Linked DNA regions of Anas platyrhynchos: region 2 is linked to region 1. The links are chromatin contacts, called in public Hi-C maps. All regions are on one chromosome and are shown on one strand. Each heading gives the region's core, a stretch centred on a gene start, on an enhancer-like site or on the middle of the called end of the contact. The rest is flanking DNA. Distances are from core to core; before and after follow the strand shown.

Region 1 (4,115 bases), core at 564-3,063:
ACAACTTCAGCAGATGGTTTGAATTAGGAATTTCAAAAGGACTAGTGATTATGAAAAATACAATTAAAAAGCCACAAAGAATAGTGATTGCCACCAACAACCAGAAGAAGCCTACTAAATAACTTTGTGTCCATTACAGCACTGCAATACTGAAACATCTCCCAAGTAAGTTAGGAGTTGATAGGAATATCCACATGCAGTGGTTCCAAAGTGAACAGAAACATTTTCAAACTAGTTTAAAGCAAAATATTGTTATACATACTTCACTGCCAAAACATTGATGAAGTAACTTACTAAATTGCAAAACAAAAAAAAAAAGTCTTAAAATTGCATTTAAGCAAATAAACTACTAGTCAACCCAGTAAGATGGGTCAAGACTAAATCACTTCCAGATGCCAGAAATGGAAGTCCTAACTGTAATACTGAGGATTTACCTAAACAGATTAAAAACTAACAATTGACATTGTTGTTAAACATACAGAATATACTCGAAGAGTTAGACATTATTTTCTTTATCTATTAAATACTGTATGACAGACCAAACTAACCCTAATAGTGAAAAAGTAAATGCATATTCAATTAGCATTTTAACTACAAATTAACTGTGCAGTTAAATACTGTTCTATCCAGATACCTCAGATTCCACAATCATGAAAATTAGACTCTCTGGAATACAAAATGTACTGATTATAGCATGCTTAATATGACAGTCTCAGAACAGAGTTGGAATTTATATGCAGAGGATTTTATTTATTCATTTTAAAGAATTTCTTATTCCACTGCATCATCACTGGTAAATTATCTATACTGTGTTGTCAACTATGATGCAATAAAAGCAATTCCAAATCTATTTTTCTATCCAGAACTTAAAGACTTTTGTCATTCTAGATATAACTTCATTTCTCCTAATTTATTTTAGCAATAAAGATTTTTAATACATTGATCCCACTTTTCCCCTCCACCCCTAATGGTTACTAATGGTTATTCTTTGCTATTGGCTTTTTGCTTGTTTATTTATTTAACAGAAAGCATGTAACCATAAAAAAAAAGCCCTCCTCTCAATGTCACCTGCATCTCCCATATAGTTCCATCAGTGTTACTAAAATTGCATACTTCCTCCAAATAAGAGTTCGGGTGATTGATCTGAGACATTATTAATGAGTCTCAGTAAATGCTGAATCTTACATTCCACTTGCTAGGATAATTATAGTAACTCCGTTATCCCAGATTTTAGACCATGGTAAATGTTTTCCAAATGTAATTATTTATAGGAAAAACTTTAAGATAGAAAACATTTTTTTCCCTTCTGGCATCCCCAAAGGAAGGAGTTACAGCAATTTAAAAGCAATAAAAGACAAAGTAATCATTCTTATAATTCCTATTTTGGATGTTTAATTTTCCTATAGGTCACTATGCTTTCTATGAGAAAACATGTGGCAATTATTTAGATTTTACAAAGTACGTTTACAAAAACAATAGCAGTCCTAAGAGTACAAAAAAGACTGAGCCCTTAACTTCAATTTTGGCAATTTAATTCTCTGGAGTACTGCTCAGCAGTTGATAAAATTTTTATTCTTTTAAACGGACTCCAAAGCATAGCTTAAAACATTTCTTTTAAGACGGTATCAGTGATAGTCCAGAGAGTCAAGATGTGGACTTGCACTGCCAGACATTAGCGCTGCCTTTCCACTTCTGGCATTTGTTTTTTCCAAACACCTATCGCAGCAAGCAAGCAAACCAACACAAACACACCAACACCCCCACCGCTCAAAAACTTGTTCATGGCTGACCACAGGGCATCTTGCCGGCTCCTCCCAGAAGATGGCACTGTTTGTTGCTCGATGCCACCACCTCCAGCCATGGTGCTCAGCACCCTGCCGGCCCCGCTCCTCCTCCTGCAGCCCCTCGCACCCTGAGGCCACCGCCTCCCCTCAGGGCGCTGGCCACAGAGGCTGTTAGGAGCCCCCTTCAGATACCTCGCCATGGCCTTTGACCTCTCGTTAGGAGCCCTTCAGATACCAGGGCATGGCCTCCGACCTCTCGTACCAAGCTCTCTACTTGAACGTCATCCACCCATAGTCAAAAACTCAAGTTTCCATGAGATGGGATAGCGAAGCAGGCCCGCGTTTCCCTGTGGCCTATCCTCTCTTCACTGCTGGCAGATGATCAAATGAGGCCCGTCGATGCAATCCATCTTAGCTGCAGGCATTTCTGCAGGCACTCGCTGTTACAGCAAAGAGAGGTTGCAGCTGGGATACAAAGGCAATCTCTAAAGGGACAGTACATTACCTGTACAATAGCTACAACAAAGCTCAGCCATTTGTACCAAAAGGAAGCTACTTTGAGCAAACATCAATAAGGTCACTTAAAGCCAGATTTGCATTACTAAGTTGAAGCTCAAGTGATTGACTCAATCCTCTCATCCTCTTAAATCTTCAGTGCTTTCTCTCTATTTCTCATGTGCAATATAACATGCTGATTAAGAAAAAAAAAAAATGCTATCTTGAAACCTGATTCTTTAAATGCAAGCACTTGCAGCTGCTCTCTGAATACGCACACTGAAGAGATGCAGTAAATCCTAACAAAGCCAACTACGTGCAGACAAGGGTGGCTGCCGCCCTGTCAACACCGGGCCAGCTCAGCTCGCTTCTCCTCACAGCAGCTTGGCCTTACTTGCGCCAGCAGTAAAAAGACCAAATGCCTGTGAGCACCGTCATTTTGAGCACCTGGTTTCCTAATCTTTATCAGAGTAGGACTAATGGTCACAAGGTTTAAAATGCTAGTAAATACTAGTGTCACCTACACCAAGCCTGCTCTAACCTGGTATTAAAACCAATGAAGATATTTTTTTTATTGACACGGTTTACAATTACCCTGTTGCTTTTTTCATTCTTACAAAAATTCACAATGAAATATTAAAAACCATCTTGACTTTGCCCCCTTCTAGAAACACACAGTGGTAGCGTCACCTCGCTGAGGTGAAGAAGGGACAGGTGTACAGACATCTATGTCTGAAAGGAGGTTTGAGGCCCACGCTGGAGATCCCACAAGAATCTGTGGAACCCTTCCCAAAACATAAGAATCCCAAACAAAATATGCAATGCTCACTATATTGATGCCCACCTACAGCAACAATTCTCCTACATTGGGTAACACTGGCTGTTTAGAAGAAAATTGAGGAGCACCACTACGAAATAAAATGCTGTCACTGAGAGCTTGTTTCACATCATGAAACAGAGTCGGGAGAGGACACTATTGCCTTCTTACTTTTTTAATGACTTCATTTTATTTTCAATGTCCAAGCTTGAGTTCAACCCTATTGAACCTCTGGTATCTCAAGATCCTCAGAGAAATTCTTTTGTTTAACTAATACTTCTGAAATCATTATATTTTAGGCACTTAAATCCCTCAGATTCTCATATGCATACAGTGTGTGCTTCAGAGTACCATACATTTTAACTTTTTATTCATACACAAAACACAAAGACATTGATAGGGAGGCCCAGGATCAGGCTGGAAGACAGACAAGCACGCAGTGCATTCCTTACACTGTATTTCAGCAGTATATTCCAATACACTGCTGAACAGAGATCCACAAGGGGCACGCTGCAGAGTACCCACACTGAGCCACATGAAGCTCCTTCGGTGCCTGCCGCTGAATTAATTCACCAACCAAACAATCCACTCAGTGATAGCAGAGATTCCTCATCCTGATAGAGCTGCTTGAGCCTCACGGTTCTTACCAGCTAAGTCTCAAAACGTATCCTGATTCTCATTACTAATGCTGGCAGGGAAAGCTCTGAGTCTTTCTGTATAAAGGACACGAGCATTTTCCCCTTAAAATGTGCATTCTTCTCTTAAAGTAACTATGTTGGAAAATACAACAAATATTTTTTCCTACATTCATAGTAATAGAAATATGCTTATTTAGGTGATGTTAGTGACTTTTGTGGACAGCGTGGCTTCCAAATGTCACACATTTTGGAAGATGTTTCTGCATGCTGCAGAAATGCATGCCTGCACTTCAGCTGGATTCTCAACTGACCTGAGCTCAGCCCTAGTAAAGGTGCAGCCAGTGCTGGCTTTGGTTAACACAGCAGGCCTTAATCAGTTGT
Region 2 (4,115 bases), core at 915-3,414, 140 kb after region 1:
TGGGCTTAAGCGCACAAACCAACTACCACAGACTCTCGTCACATCTTATTTATACAGTTAGTTTGGAAGTTGGTTGCAGGGAGAGGAAGGGAAGGTGATGGTATGAGAGCTTCTTGAAAAAAGGTTGATGTTTGTTTTTGATGTATGGGTGCAGCTCATCCTTCAAAATGAGACTAACTGAAGGTAACTAAAAGCAGTACACGTAGATGAGCACCACTGCTGAAAAGCAAACAGCACAGGGTCACAGAAGCTTTCTTTGTGTCCTCCTCCTTCCCTCCTTTCCTGCAACAAAACCAGAGGTATTCCACAGCAAACAGAAGTGGATTTGGCTTGTTTGACACCTAAACATTGAAAATTACTCATTAACTTTTGACATAATTATACACAGGTTATTAGATTATACTGCATTAAGAATATTAATTGATCTGCTACCGCTTCAAAGTCTGATAAATAAACGGAAGCATTCAGTGACATCAGCTGAATGGTTTAGTGGAGTTGCCAATTAAACATATAAACCAGAACATTAAGTTTTTACTAACACCTGTGCTGGATGAATCTGACACTTACTTTTTAAGATTTTAGGCGTATCCTGTCTCCTAGGAACTAATGCAGAAAATACACCCTAATCAGGAAAGGACATTTCCACCAAGCAGAAGTTAGCAATTTCTAAAGCAGTTCTTTAATCTGAATTAAGCAATCAAAACAATAACGTTTGTTATTTCAATCGTCGAAGGATTTAAACAATTCAGCAAAGTCTGGCTTCCATCTAGTGTCAGCTAGCCTGAAAATAGTCTTCTCCTTAAAACTTTGAATGGACCAGATACACAATCGGTTGATGTCCAATTAGGACTTTCTGACTTTAAAGTAAATGTTTAAACAAACGTACTTCTCTCCCCAAGCCTCTGCTCTCTATCTTCAGCCCTGAGCCACCCCAGCCATTGTGCCAACACAACTATTCTGAGATCCCATATGGTGAGCTCAATCATAGCTCCAATCCCTCGGAAAACCTAGCCAGCAACGTAGGAAAACAAACTCAAAAAGCCCTGACCAGTCCAGGGTGACAACTGACCTTTTAAGCCAGGCACCAATCCACCAGATAAGGGTGCACAATGCTGCGTTATCTTCCCCTGCCTCCCCTCCCACGTCAGCTGCCCTCCTGATGTGTTACCCGTCAAAACCATCTCAGCGCAACTTCCCAGAGAAGCAACAAGGCTTTAATGTTCGTCAGGTTCGATTTTCTCCTTTTTGAATCCAGCCTTAAATAAAGTGTTAACATTTCCAAAGTTATATACCATTATAAGCATTAACTGTCCCCCTGTTAATACCCTCCAATGTCTGTCAGGCATTACACAAATCGCTTCATGGCTTATTCCCTTTCCAAACCGCTATCTTGAGGATGCTCCCAGCCCATGCACTTCCTGCAGCACCGCAATGAAGTTACAAAGTATTGAAGCACTTCTGGGTACACCCTTGTGCTGGAAACACACAACCTCTTATCTAATCCCCTGCTGCAGGGAGTAAAAATAGGTGCAGCTGCAAAGCAGTCAGGAGTATTTGGGAAGGTGAATCATCACAAAAATCAGCTCTCGAATGAAAAGTATTTGAAGTAGTTATCAATTGTTGCTCGGTATTTTAAAATTTGAGAATTAAAAAACCCACTCCCACACCTGTTTGCATAACCACGCTGATTCCGAGCACGAAGAGGTGCCCGTGAAACCGGCAGCGTGCCTGTCAGCGCTCGGCCATGCAACTGCCTGGACAGAAGAGCTGTAACGTGCACCAGCTCCTTGCTCTCCTTGGACAAGTTTCTAGTGGAAACACGAGTAATACAGTCAAGGGGCAAGCTCTGCTAACGAAGCTGGGTATTATTTCTCAAGGCTGTCCTGGTGGCTTTGCCCGTTCAAGTATCGATTGTTTCAAAACTCTAAGTTCTGCTACTGAAAAACTAACTCTGCTTGTATTAATATTTTCCAAGAAAAACAGCCAAAAAAAATCCACGCAATCCCTAAAATTATTGTAACTGCCCTGCACATGGCGTCTCTGGGTATTTTCTCAAGTCAAAAGCAGAGAAAATAACATTGCTTCACTTTCAGCCACACCACTCTGCCTCGTCAGAGCAAAGGGATCTGATTCAGCTTACAGACATTACAGCTGTCTGTTTCGAAACCCAAGGAGCAGCTCCAGAGTGCCTCGTAGACCGAGATCCTGCTACAAAACCGCAGACATGTCTCGTACAGCGCTTCTACCGCCCGACCTAACCCATCCCATTAGGCACATCGAGGCTAAAAACACCGGCACCGTGTCCAGCACCGTGTCACTGAAGTTGCGAGAAAATGTCAAAACCAAAAGAAAGTTTTCTTAATGTGCATTTTGATTAAAATCAACACAGAAAAATCCAGGCAACCTCCACGAAAAGTTGCAAGTGGGGTTTTAATATTGCTGAGGGCCAGCAGGCGAGGGCATTTCATTACCTCACCATGTCCCACACCCACAAGTCACCAGGCTGCGGCCCTGCTGTGGGCCCGGGGTGTCCCAGCAGCAGGGGCCGGGCAACCCAACAGCACCCATGGGTGCAGGGCTGGGAGCTGCCACACGCCTCCCTGAAGGACAGCGCTTGAAGGTTACAGGCGCTGGTTACAGCCAATGCCAGGGACTCACTTTCTAGCAAATTCTACAGAGCTCGTAGAGTTTCAGGCAGCATCCCATTCCTGATGTGTCATTATTTAGTGTACTCGGGGGAGGAAAGTTTCAATTTAAGGAGGGCTGAAAGAGCCAAGCTGGTAAAAAGGAGTTACTGAGCTACGGAAGGAGCTCTTCCTTTCCTACCTGGCCTCCCCTCCACGCACACAGCATTCACCGAACGCCAGCTACATTTTTCTGGCTTGTGCATTTCTCTTCTGACGCACATGAACCTAATTTTCATAATTAAGACATTCCAAGTGCTTTTTTAAAGTGCTTTTCAGTTGTTTTCTTGCACTTTGCTGTAACATTAACCAACACATTTTCACTTTTTCTTTATGAGGTACGAAACAGCCATGTACCAGTCCCTAACCTAACCCGCACTCATCAGTTGTTTCTGGGACAAACGGAAGGCTTTTAATTAAAAAAAATTGGAAAATATCACCTACTATTTCAGATGAGTAAAGTACCAACTCAATTCCAACCTTAAGGAACAAGTAACAATAAACAAAAATGATGAAAAGAATTCATACAGGTTTCTCCTGTTTTAAAGGCAAAATAATCAGCAGCTCCTGTGCAGTACTCTAGGTCTACTGAGGTTTCTCTTAAAAAATAGCAATAATGAATCTTTAATAATCTAGTAAGCAACGGTGAACAAACTGCTTGCAAAACACAAGCTTTAAAACAATTGCTTTATTAAACTTCAAATTTTTATCAGTCAAAACAACATCCATCTTTTTAAGAAAAGTTGCACACCAGGTGACTGCAATTGTGTAAATGCTACAGATGCATCTCCAAAAATAACTTCAAAAAACTGTACTGAGGGGGACAATAAGGGGGAATAAAAGCTCTTAACATTTTTTCTAAGGAAAAATTATTTTTTTAGCTAAGTGTAATGCAAGCTTTGGTTTTGACATTGTAAGAGGCTGTCACAGAATGACAACAAAAAGAAAAAAAAAAAAGAAAAAACAACACGCCTTAGAACAACTCTTCTGAAGCTTTGGAAAAACAAGTTCTGGAAGTTTTATAAGCATGTTATGAGACGATCATAAATTTGAAAGTAAGATTTAAAGATGACTAAAGAACCAGATTCAAAAAACAATGTTGATAAGCAGCACAAAGAACAATACTTATCTCGTCTCATTCTTTTTTAGTACAACATTAACATTACGATTAAAGTTTAGAAATCAGCCTGAGACTCTCTGGGCAAAAGCCTATTGTAAGGTTTTTATACCAACAATGCACATCTCTTAACTTTGTGTTAAAGGCATGATTTGTACGGAAATAGTGTTTCTTTCCTTTTTTATTGAACAATTTGATACAAAGGGAAAAAAGTCATGCTAATGTACCCAGTGCCCCTTCTTCAAACCTGAAGCGTCAGCAAAACCCTAGCTAAACACAGGCTGCATTTACATAATCACAAACAATACGGTCAT

Evidence for each region. Hi-C and Micro-C count contacts between places; a contact is called where the count stands out from the background.
Region 2: a Hi-C map of subcutaneous adipose tissue shows a contact between it and region 1, with 3 times the contacts expected there. The contact joins two enhancer-like sites. A contact is called at or near these places in 3 of 8 Hi-C or Micro-C datasets (liver, skeletal muscle and subcutaneous adipose tissue).

What each region holds. Positions count from the first base shown.
Region 1 is chr3:48,949,223-48,953,337 of IASCAAS_PekinDuck_T2T, forward strand. All of the region lies in intron 5 of QKI (QKI, KH domain containing RNA binding), which reads right to left. Among named protein-coding and RNA genes, the nearest start is that of QKI, 140 kb to the right of the region's middle. Within about 2 kb of position 1,814, at least 2 of the 8 cell types and tissues checked have an H3K27ac peak or open chromatin away from gene starts, as enhancers often do. A contact at or near this core is called in subcutaneous adipose tissue, where this site is marked.
Region 2 is chr3:49,086,582-49,090,696 of IASCAAS_PekinDuck_T2T, forward strand. All of the region lies in intron 1 of QKI (QKI, KH domain containing RNA binding), which reads right to left. Among named protein-coding and RNA genes, the nearest start is that of QKI, 6.9 kb to the right of the region's middle. Within about 2 kb of position 2,165, at least 5 of the 8 cell types and tissues checked have an H3K27ac peak or open chromatin away from gene starts, as enhancers often do. A contact at or near this core is called in subcutaneous adipose tissue, where this site is marked.